3 separate regions of the Zea mays genome follow, and regions 1 and 3 are each linked to region 2. The links are chromatin contacts, called in public Hi-C maps. All regions are on one chromosome and are shown on one strand. Each heading gives the region's core, a stretch centred on a gene start, on an enhancer-like site or on the middle of the called end of the contact. The rest is flanking DNA. Distances are from core to core; before and after follow the strand shown.

Region 1 (3,050 bases), core at 507-3,006, 430 kb after region 2:
TGCTGCTATATCGTTAGCACTGTTCCATAGTTGAAATTATTGTGGCTCAATGCTCCTTTGTCCTTTATCAGCTGCCTTTTTTACCTCTGTTTTTTTCCACATAAACGACATGTCATATTGGCTTGTAATACATCACGTAGTAGTATATCCATGGGCTTCCCACTTCCTAGGCTTACTATTGTTTACATTTTCTGTCATTCTTGATTCTGACAACCCTATACAACATTTACTGAATGAGATGTAGTGATAGTATCAACTGTCAAGCTCTCTGTCACTCTATCAGTCAGTTAGGACATCAGAGTGGATCGTTCCTTGCTCATTTGTGGTAGATTAGTTATATGAAGAGAAAGCATCACATACACTGTGTTGTCTACAGATTGCTACTGCCTCATGCCTCCTTTGGTAGGACTCTCTATTATGATTCCGTGAAATGATTCTTTATTATGGTTTTGAAAATTTATAATAAAGAGAATTACTTTCATCCATAATCATTTCTAAAAGAGAATCAACTTTTATAGAGAATTATAATCAGCTCTACCAGTTACGCTTTTACATCAGTAACAACATCGTCCACAATCCTCGACGTCTCTACTAAGCATCCGAGTTCCTCGGGAGCAAAGCTATCTTCGTCCACAATCCTCCATATTCTAGCACATTTTATTTTCACAATTTGTTTGGGGCTGGGCCACATGGATCAAGAGCAACATACTGATTTTTGACTTAAATTATTCCTGCACATGATTACAATTGACCCTTTGTCTTTACTTGAGAATTTTAGAAGATCGATTCTTAATATTGATGAACTGTTGTAATGTCTTGGTGCAGGTTAATGGACGGTATTTCTCACCGTGACCACTCGGTTAGCCGTAAGAATTGAGCCACTGATAAGGACTGAAACTGCTCACGTGCTCTGTTGTAAGCAGAGTGCTCATGATTCAAGGACGATAATTTTCCATTTTTTTTCTGTTGGTTCAACGAAACACACGAAATGAGAACATTGGTACACTGCATGCTGTTATTTGCAGTTAGTACCAAACCTTTTCTCTTTTCTACTTTGTATCCTCTTGTTTTCTTTGACACGTCCTATAATCGTTCTTCTCTCTTCTTGCTTATTATGTAAATGCCCATTCCAATATTAGTCAAAAGCTACCGCAGTTTATCAAAGTTTCCTTAAATCTGCTCTTGTGTGACTATGTCTATATAGTTATATGCTCCATAACAAATATCCTTCATATAACATTTTCACTCTATAATTTTTATCTACTTAAATATCGTCACACACGTTTAAAAATACGGTTTGCGCGCAAGACGTGCACAATACACTAGTACCAACCAATCTATATCGACCGCCTGCGCTGCTACAATCACCTGTCGGTGCATTGGACCCAGCCTTTAGTGAAGGTGGGCCTTCATAGAGGAGCCCACATGTCATCCAGCAGCCCAACACAAGGCACGCCGCCGGAGTTGGGTCAGGCGCACGCGCTAACCACGCACGCTCGGCGATCGAAAGTACGCGGGCGCCCACCCACTGACATCCCTACCCCGCTCACGCCTGCCGCGCTCAATGACATGTGGGTGTCGGTGCAGCAGGGGCCCTGCCTGTCGTTGCGGCTGGGCCTGGGCGTATGGCCAAAATGAACGGAACCCTTTGTTTTCCGGCGACAGACCCCACGGCACCGCACCTGCTCGGCACGTCCCGCTATATAACCGCTTGAAGTTCTTCCGCCGCCACGTGCTCGCTGCCGTCGCCGCGCCGCATTCGCATCACCGCATCGCGCCGCCGAGGCTGCTTACTAGACGGACGAGGAGTGGACTGGAGTAACTTGCAGCAACCCTATCCCGGCAGGCCCCATCGCGAAACCCTAGACTTCGCCGCCGGCGGTCGCCGGAGATGGCCTCCTCGCCGCCGCGCGCCCCGCAGCTATTCCCTTTCGACCTTAACGTCGCGCAGGAGGAGGTAGATGAGGAGCCGATTGAGGTTCTTGAGGAGGATGTCGATGAGGAGGGAGCCCCGTTGGCGCAGCCCCAGGAGGTTGTCGTCGAGGAGGTTGTTGAGAAATTGGTCGAGCACGCGGTGCCTATCACGGAGGATGAACCTGCGGAAGACGTGATCATGGAGGAGCCTTCGGAGGAGGTGATCATGGAGGACGAGGAGCCTACGCCGTCGCCGGCGGAGGAGGTGGTTGGGGAGGGGAAGAGGAGGAAAAAGAGGGTGGACTATGAGGTCTTCGTGTCCGGGCTGCCGCAGGACGCCGCTGAGGAGGACGTGGCGCAGGCGCTGGCGGATGCCGGAGATATCGAGGAGGTGCGCCTCGTGCGGGATCCGGCGGACCAGCGGCTCAACAAGGGATTCGCTTTTGTCCGCTTCGCGGCTGCATGGCAGGCCCGGTGGGCGGCCAACGACCTCCGCGAGGCTACGGTATCACATCGAATCTTACCACCACATTATATACATTCGCATCGATTGCTACGAGGTGGTTGGGGAAACCTGTGAAGGCGTTTGTGTTTATACTAGTGGTTGGGGGAATGAGGTTAATTCATTCTTACAACTTCGAGACTAGATAGGCTTTCTTGGATTGTTTCTTTCCTGGATTTTAGATTAATGGACGTGAAATCAGGTACAGTTGGCAATTTGGAATCTAGAGGTCGATATGTGGTACAAGACCCTGTTTGTCAAGCCGTGGTACTGTAGGAGACTACACTGTTAGGAAATATGAAATATGTTGGATTCAATGTAGTACTTTAGTGCTTGTACATCTATAACACCTTTTGTAGTTCCAAGCTACTTCTATACTAGGTGCTAAGAATCTAATGTATATATATATATTTTTATTTTATTGCTAAAGTGAAGTTGGCACCAATTGCAACACTTAGCATTGATGGCATTTATCCAGGCATCAGGGGCCATGCTGACATCCCTGCTAGTTTTCCTCAAAGAAAAAATAAATGTCCCTGCCAGTTCATTCCATTTCATCTAGCTTGTCTCAAGCACACCCTTGGATAATATTTCTCTTCGAGTGGAATATATTCTGCTTTGTCATTTAACTTTT
Region 2 (3,137 bases), core at 322-2,821:
TCCTTTCTTCCAATGGAAGAAGTGGTAAGTGATCTGAAAATAGAACATTTCAAGTGTGTCAACTGAAATTCAACAGGCAAGGAACATGAATAGCAAGGGGTTGAGTTCTTTCACTTAAGTCTTTCCTACCCATTCACAACCCATGTGTTTCTTAACTGAGAGAGAGAGAGATTAGATGAACGCATGCCATTACTTGGATTAAAAATAATGTGATATTGCAGATGGCATGAAATGCTTCTTCAGAGTCGAATAGAGTCAGCCAAATTTGTATCAAACGCATCCCTGACCCAAAGGAACACACAATATCTTTATCCCATGGTGAGAATTACCAAATATAATTTACAAGGCTCGTATTTCAGGACACCATGACATGTAGAAGTCCAAATGTTGATTATGGAACAATACATAAGTCTGCAGATTACAATGTGAAACCTGTTCTGGACTACTACTGCGAACAAGTTGTTGTAGAAAACTAACCAAAATTCGATCCACTAGTTGTTATTCATAGTACACAGGAATGAACTTTTCAATAGTCAATATCTGATAACAAACTGCTCCCAATAAACATAGAAATGGCCCTGGCCAAGAATGGCATGCTTGTTTTGACTTTATGCGAGGGAAACTGTTCCACACACAAGTGGGGAACAAAATTTATGACAAGGAAACAGAATAGCCCATCCAGCCTGCCAAAGACAGTTTACACTAATATTTCATCTGTTAAAATATTTCTTCCACGGCTTACCTATATTTGTAGCAATCCATGGGCATATATACTGATTAATTGCAGATGATCCGTCACTCTTTTCCTAGAAAGGTACCGCCTTTGCATCATGGCAAATCTAGAATTCCAAGAACATAATCTTTTTGGCTAAACACGTACACGCAGAGCAAAAATCAAAAAGTCCTGCCGGGAAGTGAATGGCCACAAACAGTTGGGGAGAAGAAATAATCCACACCGAAGGAGATAATTAGTAAATCCAAGTACCAGCACAACCAAATCTAGGGATACAGTGGACGGAAGCGATCCATAGACATGCGCAAAATCAGAAGGGCGAGGGACTGGGGACGAGATAGAGGGTGGGGACTCACGGCGAAGTGCGCGAGGTTGACGACGGTCCAGGCTGCCCCCGGGGAGCAACCAGAGACGGAGAGGACGAGAAGCCAGGCGAAGAAGAGCATGAGGATGTAGGTGGTCCAGACGCCCGGGTACATGAACCACTCTGTGTTCTTGTTCACGTCCACCGGCGGCACCGCCTCGACGTAGTAGGGCTCCCCTCTCCGCCCCATCTCCTGCGCAGGCCTGATCGTGCTCGTGCCGAAGGCGCTGGATTTCGGGGTTAATTTCCGCGGTGACGCGAGTGGTAGTTGCACAGGAGGAAGGCCAGGAACGGATGGTGTCGTGCTGTGACTGACGGCCGGCGAGCCGTGCGCGGACGGTGCGGTGGAGTGAGATGACAACTGTCTCGTTGCCGTCTGGGTTTCGTTGGGCTTGCTTTGGGTGCGGATTTGTGGACTGCGGAGATGGGTAGGGTTCGCTCGACGTTCAAGATACTACTGTCTGTCTCATCTCGTATGACAACGAGTAAATACACATCTATTAATATAGGTGAATATCCATGCATTACAACGGAAATATATAATAACATAATAACTTATATACAAAATGTGTCTTATATTGTTATAAAAAATATTTCATAATCAATTTGTAATCCTAGCTATACATAAATTTTGTTATTTTAATTTAGTTGTTTCACTACTCCATTGCAACCATCAGTATCATGTAGACTTCGATATATGTCACGATTTAAATGGTCTCATTATTGAAGAGCACGTGTCACACCTGCCGGTAGAAGTTCCCTCGTACATAGTCAGTCATCAGGTACGCACCACCATACACGCTTGCTTAAACAAAAAGCAAGTGTATGTGTTTGCGAAGAGAATTAAAGGCAGGCCGGCACAAAAGCTACCCCGACGATGGCGAGTGGTCATTAATGTCGGTCCTCCTCTGCGTCACCTCAGGTACCAAGATGACGCCATAGTCCTTGATATAGTAGTCGTCGAACGCGCACGACATGGCGAGTACCGATGACTCTTGGCTGGGCTGCCAAACGAAGTGCACCCCAGGCTCATCAGCGAGGTAGTACACCTAGCCATTGCACCACCGGATGTGTTAATCCTCTACATAAATCTTGTTCGAAGACACTCACACAACGTCAGCAACAACCGTCGTCCCAGCGCACAAGAATTCATGGCCGATCAGACTTACGTGGGAGGTTAAGCTTCAGGTGGATGATGAGCTGGACGGTGTGACGGCGCCGTTGTCGGAAGCGGTGCCCAGAACAACCCGAGAGTCGCCGGCGTTGGCGACGACCATGAGGTCCCCCTATTTAAAGATAGACAGCGTGGTGCAGCCACTCTGGACCGCGTCCAAGCGGCGGCTACGCCGAAGCTTGCCGAACACAGCGACGCATGCGGCCACGTAGTACTGCTTCCAGAGGTCGAACTGGTAGTCGCCAAGCTTCTTTTCGTCGTCGATGAGCGACGCCAACGCGAGCGCCTCCTGCCAGTGGCGTTGGTTTATGAAAATGAATCACAAGTCAGAGCCATGAAAAAAATATTACGGAGAATAAATGTCACACATATAAAAAATAATTTAAGTTGAAAACATTATTCAAACAAAAGAAATTGCATGCAAGGCTCTTTTTTAAATACTACTCCCTCCATCCAAAAATATAATTCAGGAATCTCGTTGATAATTATCTACTACTACACATTGTGCAAAGGTAGCAGGTGGACTTTGGTAGAGATGTAGTAGATATTTTTACTGTAAAAGATATTGACATAAACACACATGTGGTGTAGTGGTAGCTACAAGCACATTTGCTTGAGAGGTCGCAGGTTCGAATCCCATTGGAGCCATATTTGTGTTTTTTTAATTTAATTTTAGCTATGCGTGGGATGCACGTGGGAATGGAAATGAGATTTGCGGGGAGGGGGGAATGAGAAAGACAGTGCGGGGAGGGGGTAATGGGAATGGTAGAACACTGGCAGAACACGGAATGGCAGCCGGGAATGAGAATGAACTTTGCGGCAAGGGGAGAATGAGAAAGACCGGGGAGGAGGAATGAGAATGGCAT
Region 3 (3,269 bases), core at 218-2,717, 280 kb after region 2:
TCAGATCAACGCCGGAGAATGGTGGTGCCGCGCCCCGCCATGACGAGCTAGCAATCGGCTTCAACATCGGTATGCACGCTACGCTAATGATGATACGCCGAGCAGGTGTGAGGGAGGGGGATCACTTACCGAAGAGCTGCCCAGCCGTCACTGCATCCGATAAGTCTACGTGCGCCGCCTTCGAATCCGCCCCACAGCCAAGGGCAGTCGTGGAGGAGTCCCAACGGTGGCAGCGGTCGACCCGAGCCGCAGTTCTGCCGGCCCAATCGCGCAATTACTCGATCCTTCCGGTGTGGCGAAGGGATGTGCGGTTGGGTTAGAGAGCGCGAGAGGGTGATTTTATTAATGAGGTGTTTGGTTTGAAAAATAAACTAGTCTATCGTTAAACCAAACACTCTATAAATACCCAGGTGCCTAGTGGGTCGGTATGCACGCCCGATATCTCCGGCCGGATTTCGGAGCTCGCTGAGGAGGTGGGGCGAGTGCGGCGCGCGATTAGGAGATAAACAGAGACAGGGTCCCACCCGACAGCGCGCCCGTGTTGAGTGGTCGGCCAGTGGGGCCCTTTCGTCAGCGTCGCGCCAGGTCCAATTGCCGCATGCGAAAGTTGCTTGACGGGCCGAGCAGTGGGAAAGAGTCAGTGGGCCCAATTAGGGTTGGTGACCCAGCCAGGGTTTAGTTCTCTTTTTTTATTTTATTTGAATTTCTTCCTAGGTTTCAAATTTAATACTTGAATTCAAATTCGATTTGAAAGCTGCCCCTAGGTTTTTTGTACAAATAAAAATACTATTTTTTAAAGGATTAGATTTATGTTTATTTTTTATTATATAATTATTTTTTTTATATTCCTCTCCTTTTCTTCATTTCAAATTTAAATCATAGTTTAAATTCAAACTTGTGGCCAATTTATCCCCAAATGATATTGTGCCATAAACAATACTACTTTGGAGATATATTTATATACTATTTATATTTTTATATCCTTCCTCTTTTTATTCTCTATTTCTATTTTTTAAATCCTAAATTTCAATTTAGTGTTCCACCCAATTTTAAAGTTTTGTTATATTCCTATTTGAGTTATTATTATTATTATTAAATGCACAAACAAAACTCTTGTGTGATGCATGCTTTGTTTGTGTTTTAGTAAGGGGTTATTCTCTTTTAAATGGACTTAGTCACATGACTCAAGAAGTAGGTGGCCAATCACATGATGAGATCAATTTTTATATAAGTCTTATAATTTGGGTATTATAATTAACTAGAGACCTATATAAATAGAAGAAAATTAAATTACCAAGGAATTAAGTTACAAATTTTGATTTTTTTTTTGTGGGTCTCTAGATGATGGATGTGTGAGACTATAGAGGAGTACCATTTTGCATCCTAAATGCACAGAATTTTTTGCCCCTTCGGCCCCACCTCGTGATCACCCGTTCCGTGCTGCTCCGCCTGCCCCACAGCCTACAGTTGGGAGTTCAAACTTCGAGAGCCGAAGCGAAGCGGGGCCATGGGGAGATCACGAGCGACTGCCGCCGCCGCCACCTCCAGGCCCAGGCGCAACCCCAAGCCAAAGCCGGACTCCCCCTTCCTCTCCCCGCTCGCGTCGCTGTCTGCCACACCGCGCATCCGCACCCGCAAGGGCGCCATCCGCCGCGGCGGCCCCTCCCACGCGTCGTCGTCGCCGGGTTCTTCCCCCACCGGTCTCAACGTCAGATTCCTTTCCTCGCCGGGCTCCGCCTCCCCGTCGAAGCCCAAGCCGAAGCTAAGGTCCAGTGCCAAGCCCAAGTCGCGCCCCTCCTTCGTCTCCCCGCTCTCGTCGCCGTCACCCGCACCACGTACCCGCAAACGCACCGTCCGCGGCGTCGGCTCCTCACCTGCGTCGTCGTCGCCGGGGTCCTCTCCAGCCGAACTCAACATCAGCTTGCCCTCCTCGCCGGGCTTCTCCGCCTCCCCGCCGAAGCCCAGTGCCAGGGCCAATCTCGCCGCGCGCGCCCCCTTCGTCGCTAGCCCCCGCACCGCCACACCTTCCCCCGCCGCGTCTCCCCAGCCTGCTTCGGTGTCGGCGAAGGGGTTATCCAGCGTCGGAGACCTCAGGACCGCCGTCGCCTCACAGATGGAGAACCTCAAGCGCCGACTCGACGCGCTCCATTCCCGCGCTCACGACGACCTCGATGCGTCCTTCTCCCGCATCTCCAAGCGAATCAAGGTGAGCCCGCTGCGAGCCTTTCCCGCACCCCGCTGCCCTCCCAGTTGCATTGGTGTTTGGCTTCGAGCTTCGTGGTTTGTTTCGCCGGGTCCTGCCAACACGAACTGCTCCAGATTGTTGGTTGATGTTGTAGAGTGCTACTGTGCTAGCGTGTAAGGGACTGGAGATAACCATTGGCACTGTTTGGGACAGTATTTTTCTAAATAGGTTTTCTCTAGATTTCTAGATAGTCTAACTTTTAGATTTCTAGATAGTCTAACTTTCAAGAGAATCTAGATATCGCGAGGCTTGCATGTGGATTAAGATAAAAGGGTCCGCACGGTTTAGGGTTTAGGAAGCGGCAGATTTCTCCCGCCGTGACTACTGCGCGGATTTTGTATTCATGTTGATTTGGACGATGAAGCGTTTGGATGTCAGAAGCTGAATCTGACGGCTATAATTCTGCTAGAAGCCGATTCTGATGACCTACAGTCTCTGTCAAACTGTAGATTGAGCAAGACTTTGTTTATTTACATATTTGAATTTTCTCTGTTGTGCTGAACATCTGAATTTTCTACGATTGACATTTGAAGTGCTATATCTGAGTTTCTAAAATTGGTATAGGTTACTATGTCTAATTTTATACAATTAAAACATGCTCAATGTGCGTACTCTAGCCCTGTTTGTTTCCTTTTAGGATTATGTAATCCATAAGGTGGATTATAAGCACCTATCGATCTGCTTATGGATTATAATCTAGATATCTAGATTATATAATCCACCTAATAATCTGTGTTGTTTGTTTACCTCTCAACTTATTTAAGCTAAATTATATAATCTAGAGGGTAAACAAATAAGGCCTCTATCGGCGGAGATAGTTGATATATGTTGGGACAAGTCGAAATTCTGGAAAGAATAACAACAAGACAACATCATTATTTTCGAAATGCTCCTTCCCTCCGAAGGTTTCAAAGGAAGAAGGTATGTGACATAACTTCGACAGTCATAACAAGTGAGATCTATAGAATTGACGTGTAAGAGAGTTCAACATCAGGCAAAATCCTGCTTATATGAATACATATAC

The links. A called contact is a pair of places that touch in the nucleus more often than the background predicts.
Region 1: a contact with region 2 is called in a Hi-C map of ear, with 4 times the contacts expected there. The contact joins the promoter of LOC100383203 here to the promoter of LOC100282252 in region 2. A contact is called at or near these places in 2 of 25 Hi-C or Micro-C datasets (ear and tassel).
Region 3: a contact with region 2 is called in a Hi-C map of ear, with 5 times the contacts expected there. The contact joins the promoter of LOC100501133 here to the promoter of LOC100282252 in region 2. A contact is called at or near these places in 3 of 25 Hi-C or Micro-C datasets (ear, leaf and tassel).

What each region holds. Positions count from the first base shown.
Region 1 is chr2:172,392,132-172,395,181 of Zm-B73-REFERENCE-NAM-5.0, forward strand. LOC100383203 reads left to right here and starts at 1,757. Exons shown (of 9, transcript NM_001361955.1): 1 at 1,757-2,419. The coding sequence starts at 1,892.
Region 2 is chr2:171,959,846-171,962,982 of Zm-B73-REFERENCE-NAM-5.0, forward strand. It overlaps LOC100282252 (ORMDL family protein), which reads right to left and starts at 1,572. Exons shown (of 3, transcript XM_023301662.2): 1 at 1,090-1,572; 2 at 1-33. The coding sequence starts at 1,287.
Region 3 is chr2:172,238,719-172,241,987 of Zm-B73-REFERENCE-NAM-5.0, forward strand. It overlaps LOC100501133, which reads left to right and starts at 1,468. Exons shown (of 5, transcript NM_001351950.1): 1 at 1,468-2,206. The coding sequence starts at 1,508.